2 separate regions of the Mus musculus genome follow, and region 1 is linked to region 2. Evidence: chromatin contacts called from public Hi-C data. All regions are on one chromosome and are shown on one strand. Each heading gives the region's core, a stretch centred on a gene start, on an enhancer-like site or on the middle of the called end of the contact. The rest is flanking DNA. Distances are from core to core; before and after follow the strand shown. Region 1 has its middle 26 kb from the start of A830009L08Rik. Region 2 overlaps Atg10 (autophagy related 10).

Evidence for each region. A called contact is a pair of places that touch in the nucleus more often than the background predicts.
Region 1: a contact with region 2 is called in a Hi-C map of Sertoli cells, with 2.7 times the contacts expected there. The contact joins two enhancer-like sites. A contact is called at or near these places in 1 of 15 datasets of contacts at CTCF or cohesin (pro-B cells), 3 of 484 Hi-C or Micro-C datasets (the N1E-115 cell line, Sertoli cells and uterus), 6 of 115 datasets of contacts at active chromatin or transcription factors (Th17 cells, astrocytes, differentiating embryonic stem cells and 3 more) and 1 of 9 other capture datasets (embryonic stem cells).

The regions. Positions count from the first base shown.
Region 1 is chr13:91,360,080-91,365,005 of GRCm38.p6, forward strand. No RefSeq gene overlaps it. Among named protein-coding and RNA genes, the nearest start is that of A830009L08Rik, 26 kb to the right of the region's middle. Within about 2 kb of position 1,687, at least 14 of the 459 cell types and tissues checked have an H3K27ac peak or open chromatin away from gene starts, as enhancers often do. A contact at or near this core is called in Sertoli cells, where this site is marked.
Region 2 is chr13:91,126,142-91,131,094 of GRCm38.p6, forward strand. The region is part of intron 3 of Atg10 (autophagy related 10); the gene reads right to left. Among named protein-coding and RNA genes, the nearest start is that of Atg10, 95 kb to the right of the region's middle. Within about 2 kb of position 3,105, at least 44 of the 459 cell types and tissues checked have an H3K27ac peak or open chromatin away from gene starts, as enhancers often do. A contact at or near this core is called in Sertoli cells, where this site is marked.

The sequences.
Region 1 (4,926 bases), core at 437-2,936, 230 kb after region 2:
AGAGAGGCCTGGAGCAGTATAAGCAGAAGCGTGCTTAGCAGAAGAGTTGTCAGGGAACTCGAACCTGAGACAGCCACAAAGAGAAAATGACTCATCTTCCCCACTATTGCCAGGGATGAGGTACCTGCTTCAAGGATGCTGTGGACGCCTGTGCCGTGCTCTGCCAGCACACAAAGATAATCAGCCTTCCAAACCTCGTCAGGGGCCAAGCCACAGAAGCCTCTGCCTGAAGAAACTTTGAAACCTAATCCACTAAAGACAAGAAGTGACTTCCAGGAGGGTGGAGCAGGGGATTCTGGCCATGGAAATCTGCCAGGAAGTAGAACCCAATCTAGAAGGGCACACTGATTTAACTTGTCAGCATTACTGAAACAAGCCATCCTTCCCACACATACAGAGACTGATAGCGAAAATCCAGGAGAGTGGGAACCACGCACTGTGAAGAAAAAGTATGGAGAGCAGAAGTCCCTCCATTTCTTATTACCAGAAAGGTGGGAGATTGTGGCTGGAGACTAGGACACTGGAATGTGACACTGTGGAAGAATTTCAGATTGATTTCTGCATAGTTCTCATGCCTGTCTCTAATATCCAAAAAGATAACATCTGTGTCATCCAGACCAAGGCCTCTGGTTGCACTTCAAGTGAGTAATCTTGAATAAGGAATTTAATGCCTCCGAGGGTGCCTTTCTTTAGCTTTAAAGCTAGAGGTGGCCAGGCAGTGGTGGCGCACGCCTTTAATCCTAGCACTTGGGAGGCAGAGGAAGGTGGATTTCTGAGTTCAAGGCCAGCCTGGTCTACAGAGTGATTTTCAGGACAGCCAGGGCTACACAGAGAAACTCTGTCTCGAAAAAAACAAAACAAAACAAACAAACAAAAAACCAACAACAACAAAAAGCTAGAGGTGATAAAATGCCATCAGTCGGTGGTCCTGTGAAAATCAAGGGAACTGGTAAGGGTGTGGCACCAACACTAAAGAATATATAACATGAAGTGTAACATAGCTTGGTCCACTATACACACACTATGTTTACATTATTATTTTATGGATACAGTTACCATTAGCTTGTACATACTAAAGGGAAGTTTTAATGGCAGCCTGAGAGCAAGCCTCAATGTGTCTGTCATTCATAATGTATCCTTAAGATTGATCTGGGGGCCTGGCGCATAAGAGAGAGTCAAAGAAAGAACGTGCCACCAAAATACCTGCTGCCATCTATTTTATGGTTCTCCTACCTCAGTATATTTGAGGAAAGGATTTTTTTTTTTTTTTTTTTTTACTGACACATACTTCGAATTAGTAGCCTGTGCAAGCTTGCTTCTCTGCCTGACTTCATTCTATCAAGACTTATTCTCTATTCAATATTATGCTAGGAACTTGAGATACAATGTTGCAAAAATGGGCAAAGTCCTTGCTCTCAGCATTTACATAAATAGGAGAATGTAAGAAAATAAGACTTTTTTTTTTTTTTTTTGAGACAAGAACTCTCCATGGGACCAGGGACTCACCAACTCACCAACTCAGCTCGGCTGGCTGGACAATAAGCCACAGGCACCCTCCTGTCTCTGCTTCCTCATGGCAGGACTTTTTCATCGGTTTGGGAACTGAAACTCAGCTCCTTCTGGTGGCAAGAGCTAAGGTGATGACAAGGTACCTGGTGCTGTGTGTGTCCATGCTTGCTGGTAACCCCAGCAAGAGCACTCTGAGATACACTGTGAGACCCTGACTCAAAAATCAAATAAAACAAAACAGAGAAGTGAGAGAGAAGGAGTTGGGAAAAGAGAGGGAAAGACAAGGAGCCAGTGAGAGAGGCTAGACCAGAGACTTAAGGAAAGTATGCCTGCTGTGTGAAGACTAATCTTAGTTAACAAAATCAAAGGGCAGTGGAAGGAAGGGTAGTGGGCAAAGGGAAGAGTGTGTAAAAGAGTCTATAATGGGAAGCCAACCATGCCTGTGTGGTTAGAGGGAAGAAATGCAGCATGTGTTGTTCTGGATAAGGCTGGAAAGAAAGACTGGGCCCGGAACTTCCACTCCTTCTAGCACACGTGACCATGTGGAAGTATGGGGTGTCATTTTTTTCTCGATAAAGTTCTTAGCCAAGAGAAGGGAAGACAGGTCTCCGCTCAGTTTGCTTACTCTGCCTCTCTGCGTCGTTAGCACAGGATGGCTAAGGGGAGCAGAGTATCCCTAATCTTTGGAGAAACGGAGGGGAAAAACAGCATCGTTCATAACCACAGAAAAGCACAAAATGAACAGCAGGCATTGTTGTTCTTCAAGTCTTTCAGTCTGAATCCAGCTCAGCTGGTAAACCAAGCTGAGTTCTGCTCCCAGTCACGCTGATTTGGTAACTGTTCTTGTCCAATGTCTAGCTGTGTTTTCTTATCTATCCCAGGGTATGTTCTGAGAAAAAAAAATCTAAACTTATTATTATGTGTGTGAGTGGGGTGGAAACATGCATGGATGATGGTCCCCACCCCCACCCCCACCCCCAGGATTACACTCAGGACCCCAGTCTTGCACTAGGTAGCACTTTTACCCGTTGAGTAATCTCATCAGATCATGTTCTTTAGCAATGCTTATACTACTGCAGAAAAAGCAGGAAGTTTATGTGCATAAAATCATGTCCACTTCTTCAGGATCATGTCTTTTATCACAGTGAATGACAGAGAATTCTAGGTTGGCTGCCTAAAAACCAGTGTGATGCCCTTGTACAGCCCACCTCACTCTAATAAAAAAATAATAATAACCCACACCACTTAAACCTTTTCATTCATTTAACAAGTGTTATATAGCACTTAAAATACGCTGTAGACTTTGCTGGTTCGTGACATTCATAAAGATAAGTAAATCACAGCGTTTGGCTGGCCTGGAAGAGCTCCTGAGACAAACCGTTGCAGCCTCTTGTCTTGTTACAGCGCTGGAACCCGGAGTAGCTGTGTTTTGTGGGAGCCCAGAGAACAGTAAGCTTCCCCGGGGAAGTGGGATGAGGGGGCTTCCCACAGAAGATACCATCTGCAGTGTGCAAGGAGGACTGAACTGCAACACTCCCATCAGAAAGGTGTGTTCTCAGCTTGGGAACAACAGGAGCAAAGCTGTGCTAGCGAGTGCTGGAAATCCTGTCTAGGGAGCTGAGCCAGGAAGAGGAGGCAGGCTTTATGGCCCTTCATAAAGCAAGGATGGAACCAAATCAATTTCTTAAAACCAGCTTCAAAGCTCTAGAGAGGCCGTGTAGGATCGCAGCTACTTATTGCTTTTTCTTTTAAGAAATTGTTTTTTGGATTTTCATGTCCGTTCATTTAGAGATATTCTATCGGTTGGTTTGAGTGTTTAGAAATGATTTTCAAATACCATCCAGATCAACACTAGATAAACCCAGCAACAGGGCCTAGCTTTGAGATTTCTTTTCACCTGTTCACCGAGGTCTCAAACAAGAACAGTGTGTAGAAACCACGGAATGGCTTCCTAATACAATCTATGAGTTAACTCAAGGAGTCTGCCCAATGAAGGAGAGGTTAAGTGACTTGATTCGAGCACACTGATTTGAGGCATCTTGTCCCTTTCCTGTTTTGCAATCGAATTTTCCCACACAACCAGATCTAGGCATGAGGTCTCACCTGCCTGTGCCCATTTTTCTATCTGTAAGATGGAGTTAGCACATTTAAGTACTTAGAAAGCTGAATTCTGAAATCTTTGGCTACTGTGGTTATTAGTGGACATATTAGGACATTTCAGTAACCCTCTCCTGCCAGCTCTACCAACATGAAATCCATCTTATCTGAAGGTAAACAGAAAGAAAGGCATCCCACCAAGAGATTATAAAGCTTCCAAAAATAGCAGAAGAAAGGAAAGTCTATTTTTCTCATGAGTTAAAAAAAAAAAGGAGGAAGATATTTTTCTTAAACTATGTGTCTGTGGCTCTCAGAATTTAGCACATGTAAAAAGCACTTATGAGATCTCCTAAAAACAAATCCCTAAACAGAGTCCTCTCTACCACATAGTCAGGATCTGATTTTAGGTCTGACTTGGCCTGCTTGGTAACTCGGGGTCTCACCATGGACCCAGACTGGTCTTATCTGCTGTCTCAGCCTAGGAATTGCTGAGCTTACAGGCTTGTGCCACCATGACTGTCTGGTAGCTGTTTTCAAAGAAAAGGAAAAGCATTTCTCCAGTTAGCCATGGGAGCTGCCAGCTGAAGTCTTCCATTACTCAAGCCCAACTGGAGCCCATACTTGATTCTCTTTCTTGTTCTGTTGGCTCCAAACCATTGCCTATATTCATTCCTCCATGTCCACAAATTTCTGAAACTGCCTGTTTATCTTCCTTTAGGAGTAGGGAAGAATGGCTTCCCACCTTTTCATCCTTAAAGAAGAGCCACAGTGGCTCATAGCAATAGCAGGGATGTGTTATAGTGTGGGAGGTGGGTGGCCTCCCAGCCTTTCTTGGTTATCTCGCTGCTGTCCTGAGGCCTTTCTGTGTCTGTGTGTATGTGTGGGGGGATGTCTGTATGTCTCTATGTGTTTGTCTCTGTGTGTGAGCCTGTGTGTGTATGTGTGTTTCTGTGTGTGTGTCTGTGTGTGTGTGTGTGTGTGTGTGTGTTTGTCTGTCTGTCTGTCTATATGTGGGTGTCTGTGTGTGGGTGTCTCTCTGTGTACTTGTATGTGTGTCTCTGTCTGCCTGTGTATGTGTATGTCTGTGTCTGTATGTGGGTGTCTCTGTGTGTATGTATGTCTGTATGTGTGTCTCTGTGTGTTCTTGTGTGTGTGTGTGTGTGTGTGTGTGTGTATGTCTGTGTGTATATATCTGTGTGCGTGTCTATGTCTGTGTGTATTTGTGTGTGTCTCTCTGTGTGTGTCTGTGTCTGTGTGTGTTCCCTTATAAAATTAGTGTAAGAACTGAAAAGGAGAAATGAACTAATAGGATGGAAAGAT
Region 2 (4,953 bases), core at 1,855-4,354:
GCTTTATGACTGAGCAATTCTAGTTTAACTTATTATTCTCCGAATGCAGTTTTTGTTTTGTTAATAATCTTGTCTTTTTGTTAATAATCTTGTCTGGCTTTCCAGCATATTATGTATCATTGATGGAGCCAGCAAGATGGCTCAGCAGGTGAGCAGGCCTGAGAGGGTGAGAGAGCTGGAGAGCTGGCCCCACCACTTGTCTTGTGTGCTGTGGTGAGTGCAGGGTTATGCCTCCCCTTCCTCCCCTAGCAACCTGCAGGCACCAGGTGAGCTGAACCTGGCTGGAGTCATGAGAGGGGAAGAACTAGCCCTTCCCCATCACTGGCTGGACCACTTGGGAGAATGGGCCCTGTACCCCCACAGTGGAGCTGGTCCTGATGACAAACACACAAGTGAGCCCCAATCCTGAGGGTGTAAGAGCAAGCAAGGGAGCAAGCAAGCAGGAGAGCTGGCCCAGACCCTCACAGGCTGCAACACTTGTGAGAGCAGGACTTCTACCTTGACTGAGCAGCACAGTGGAGCTGGCTCTGGAGGCATGGGTGCAGGTGGGTCAACCCCAAGGGCATGAGAGCAGGAGGGCTGACCCTGCCTCCTGCTGATGGAGGTACTAGGTGGCCTAGCCAGAGCAGGGCTGGAAAGCTCACCCTGGTGGTATAGATGAGGGAGAGCCAACACGTTGACCAGCTACTACCCAGGTCCCAATCCAGGGCTCTGTGAATGGTTGAGCTGAATAAAAAGGCAAGTCCTGCTGATCCAAAGTTGCAAGATCTCCATGACACAGGGCAACAACAGGATAACTGAGAGGAGTCCCGGTGAGGATCCAATATTGACAATGTCACAGAAGCCAGAGATCTCAAACCAGATCAATGACTCATTGCAATGAATATTTACAATGAATATTGCAATGAATATGTGTGGACAGAGAGACACTCTTTGGGACAAACTATGACATAGCACAGCTTCCATATGAGATGTCTTTATGCCTTATTTATGTTGCTGTTCGTTTGTTTGCGTGTGTGTTTTATTTTGGGGGAGGGGTTGCCAGGGTGAAGGGTGGATATGAGGCGATGGGAAGGTGAGCAGGGCTGGGGTACATGATGTGAAACTCAAAAACAACGAATAAAAAGGTTTTAAAAAGAGTGTTACTAAAAGTGTTTCTTCTAAGACTCTCCTCATGACGCTTGTAAGGCAAGAGTTAAGTGGCCATATAACCAGGAATAGGTGCAACACAGGCCACCAGGGCAGATTTGTGACTTCTATGGCACTCCAGGTTTTTAGGATGTGTGAGGAATGCCTGACCCTTTCTTTAAGCATACTCTCTCTCTCTCTCTCTCTCTCTCTCTCTCTCTCTCTCTCTCACACACACACACACACACACACACACACACACACACACAAAATCAAATTAAATTTTAAAATTTAAAGGTGCCATAAAATTCTACATCATATCATTCAATAGAGGTAGAAGATTGCAGTACAGAAAGGAAGAAAGACTAAGACAAGGAAAGGTGGTTTGTGGGTAGCTCTCCTAAAAAGTCACCACTGCCCACAAGTGCTTTCAGGTGTCCTTAGACACAAAAATTCCTGCTCAGTAGGCACTAAAAAGTACCTGTGGAGGGAAAAAAATGAAGTTAAGCAAACTACAGGTATTAACTTCACTAAGTTAATGAAGCATCATTCAGTATGCAGAACTAATAGCTTATAAATTAAAGTATAACCAGAGAGCCTAGTGTATATAGCTAGTACTATACAAAGACATCTAGGACAATTTGCAAATTCATCTGGAATAACAAAAATCCTAGGATAGCAAAAACTATTCTCAACAATAAAAGAACCTCTGGGGGAATCACCATCCCCAACTTCAAGCTGTACTACAGAGCAATTGTGATTAAAAGCTGCATGGTACTGGTACAGTGACAGACAGGTAGAATAATGGAACAGAATTGAAGACCCAGAAATGAACCCACACACCTATGGTCACTTGATCTTTGACAAAGGAGCTAAAACCATCCAGTGGAGAGAATACAGCATTTTCAACAAATCGCGCTGGCTCAATTGGCGGTTAGCATGTAGAAGAACGAGAATTGATCCATTCTTATCTCCTTGTACAAAGCTCAAGTCTAAGTGGTTCAAAGAACTCCACATAAAACCAGAGACACTGAAACTTATAGAGGAATAATATCCCTATTTTTTAATATAAAATGACACTAATAAGTCAGTAGTGTTTATTAAAATAATCACAGATAAAAATTCTAAATTTCCTAAACATAATAAAAAGTATAGTATAAAACAGCCAAAATATAAACAATCTATGCTAAATTATTTTTAATTAGATCAACAAAACTGAATATAGTTAATCGCGTGGTTTTACTTGGATATTGGATACGGATTCAAAACTTCCTTTCATCTCTTTTGCCTCAGTTTATCCAGACACAGAAAAAAGCCTAGCCTAGCCTCTCTCTGTCCTCCCAGCATGCTCATTCCGTCTTGCCCTCATGATATTTTCCAAGCATCTGCCTTAAACAAAGAGTCCTTGCTGGCATGGGCTTGTTGCTAGCCAGTATTTAGTTCTCTTTCTGCAGCTAAGACAGAGCTACCATCTGCTCCACACAGCTTTTCATTCCTATGATAGCTTTCTGCTCTTTCCCTTTCCAACTCAGAAACAGAAAGCAGGAGAGGAAACAAAGCACTGTAGGTCCACAAGAAGCTGCAGAACACCCAGGAGAGTTTCCTCCCAATCAGGAAAATGCTTCCTTAGCAACCCAGTATCTAAGGCCAATTAACCTCCCTTCCCTATCAATATTCAATTTACATGGAAGTCCTTTTTGGTTAAACCCCTCAGTTTTACAATGAGCTTTCTGGCGGAGAAAAGGGTACTTCTGTCTTCAGGGAGCCAGAGCCTTTCTCCTGAATGCCCTCAAATGCAGTATAAACTTTAAACTGTGTTCAGTACTTTCCTAATGTGATATAAGAGCCTGGGACAGAAACAGTTCAGAAAATAAGGGTCACCATCAAGATGCACCAAACATGAGACTACAGGGTCTATTTCAAAGCAGTCAGACTTGGGTGCCAGGGAGAGGACGCCATGCAGAAAGCATGCCCTGTAGCTGTCGCGGGTTGATTCTCTCACAGGCTGATTTATGTCATTTCCACACAGCCAACAAAGCCCAGGTCACCACCGAATAACCGTGACCTTGGCAGAATTCCAGAGAAAAGACAAATGGAAGACGGGAGCCAAGACAGCAATGCAATCAAGGAATTTCTTCCCTCGTGGCAAAAAAAAAAAAAAATTCCAGAAATAATTCTAGCAAGAAACTGGCATTTCAAGGACATAAAAATTTCACCAACTTACAGAAAGATAGTTTCACACAGATGTATAATGAGGAGTCTCTCCTACCCTGTTTTCAACTGAGAAACAGAGGCTGTATTTTCTAATTTCATAATTAAATCATTACACTATATTTCAGTTAAGATAAAGAAAATACACAGAAAAATTATATGAAGGCCACCAGGCAGAATGGTACAAGCCTTTAAAACCTGACAATGAGGAGGCTATGTAATAATTTTAAAGTTTCTTTAAACTCTTACTATAATATAACATGATATGATATGATATTTTGAATTTACATTGAAATGTGTCATAAATATTAAACCTTCCACTTTCATTACAGCATTAACAAGCAAAGGAACTATTATCTTGGGGCAATTCGTGCTACTGTCGTGATGTGCGATTTCAGAACCAGCGTATCCCTGACAGCTGCAGGGCTTGCCAACTTCCAAAGTTCTACAGCAGTAAAGCTGCCCTAAAGTTGTGCTATGAGAACTGAACAAATGTTAGTCCTTGGCTCCCTTAACCCCACCTATAAGGCAGTGTTGGAAAGGCAACAGTTCTCCTCCTGCTGAGTGTCTCAGCATCAGGAGATAGGCAAAGAAACCAAGTGAGATGAATCACTCACAACAGCATTTGCATTATTTCCAGAACAGAATAAATGACACAAAGACCCGGGTCCCCACCTCAGTCCTGTTAGAATTCGAGACCCTGTTTTATAGACAAGGGGTCTGAGGTTTAAAAAGTTTCACTAAAATCTTCAAACTCATGAAGTGAAAATGAGTAAAAATAGAGATTTAAACCAAATATACCCAACTCCAAAGATTTGGAGCTTCCAACCGCACTGCACCACCCTGCCACACAAATCCCCCGGCAATCCCATTACACTCTCCTCCACTGACGACCGCCATCACGACAGGCCAAAGGGTAGAGTCTTCAAATCTGATGCATGGAATCAACGGGTTGGACTCGGCTAGTATTAAGACAATAATGGAGTCGAAGTGTAGCTCAGGAGTCAGATCTGTTTCACAAGCTGATTGGTTTCAGAGAGGTTTGTATGGAGTCCTCCGTCCTGAGGTGAGATGGGTTGTTTTACTGAGGTTTTACTACAGAAAAGCTTGGCGGGCACTAGTCCTAGAGGATGATTTCAGACCGAGGACACGGGGACACGGGGAATGTATCAAGGGCAGGGAGCCCCTTCGGGCTCAGCCCTCTCCTCTTAAATAACAGCAGGAAATACAAGGAAGGAAGCTACCTGTCAGCCAAGGCTGAAACAGGAGTAGCTGGCATCGGCATAGGAGGAGGCTGCTGATTGTATAATTACATACCTCCTTCGCACAGCCCCAGTCCATCAAGCAGATAGTACAGTTTATTTTTTTACAGCACTAATTATGTAATTATCCATCATATTAAATCAGCTCCACCTGATTTGGTCTATCACAGATTTCCTGAAACATTCACCTGTTTATTACTTTTTAAGAGAGTGCTAAACTACCAGTCATGTGTAAAGTTCCAATGTGGGAGCTAAATAACGCTCTCCTATAAAATGTGGTTTTAGGTCTCTGATACGTAGTTGATTGAAATTTTGTTTTAATATGCTTTGTCACATCTACAAACAACAGACT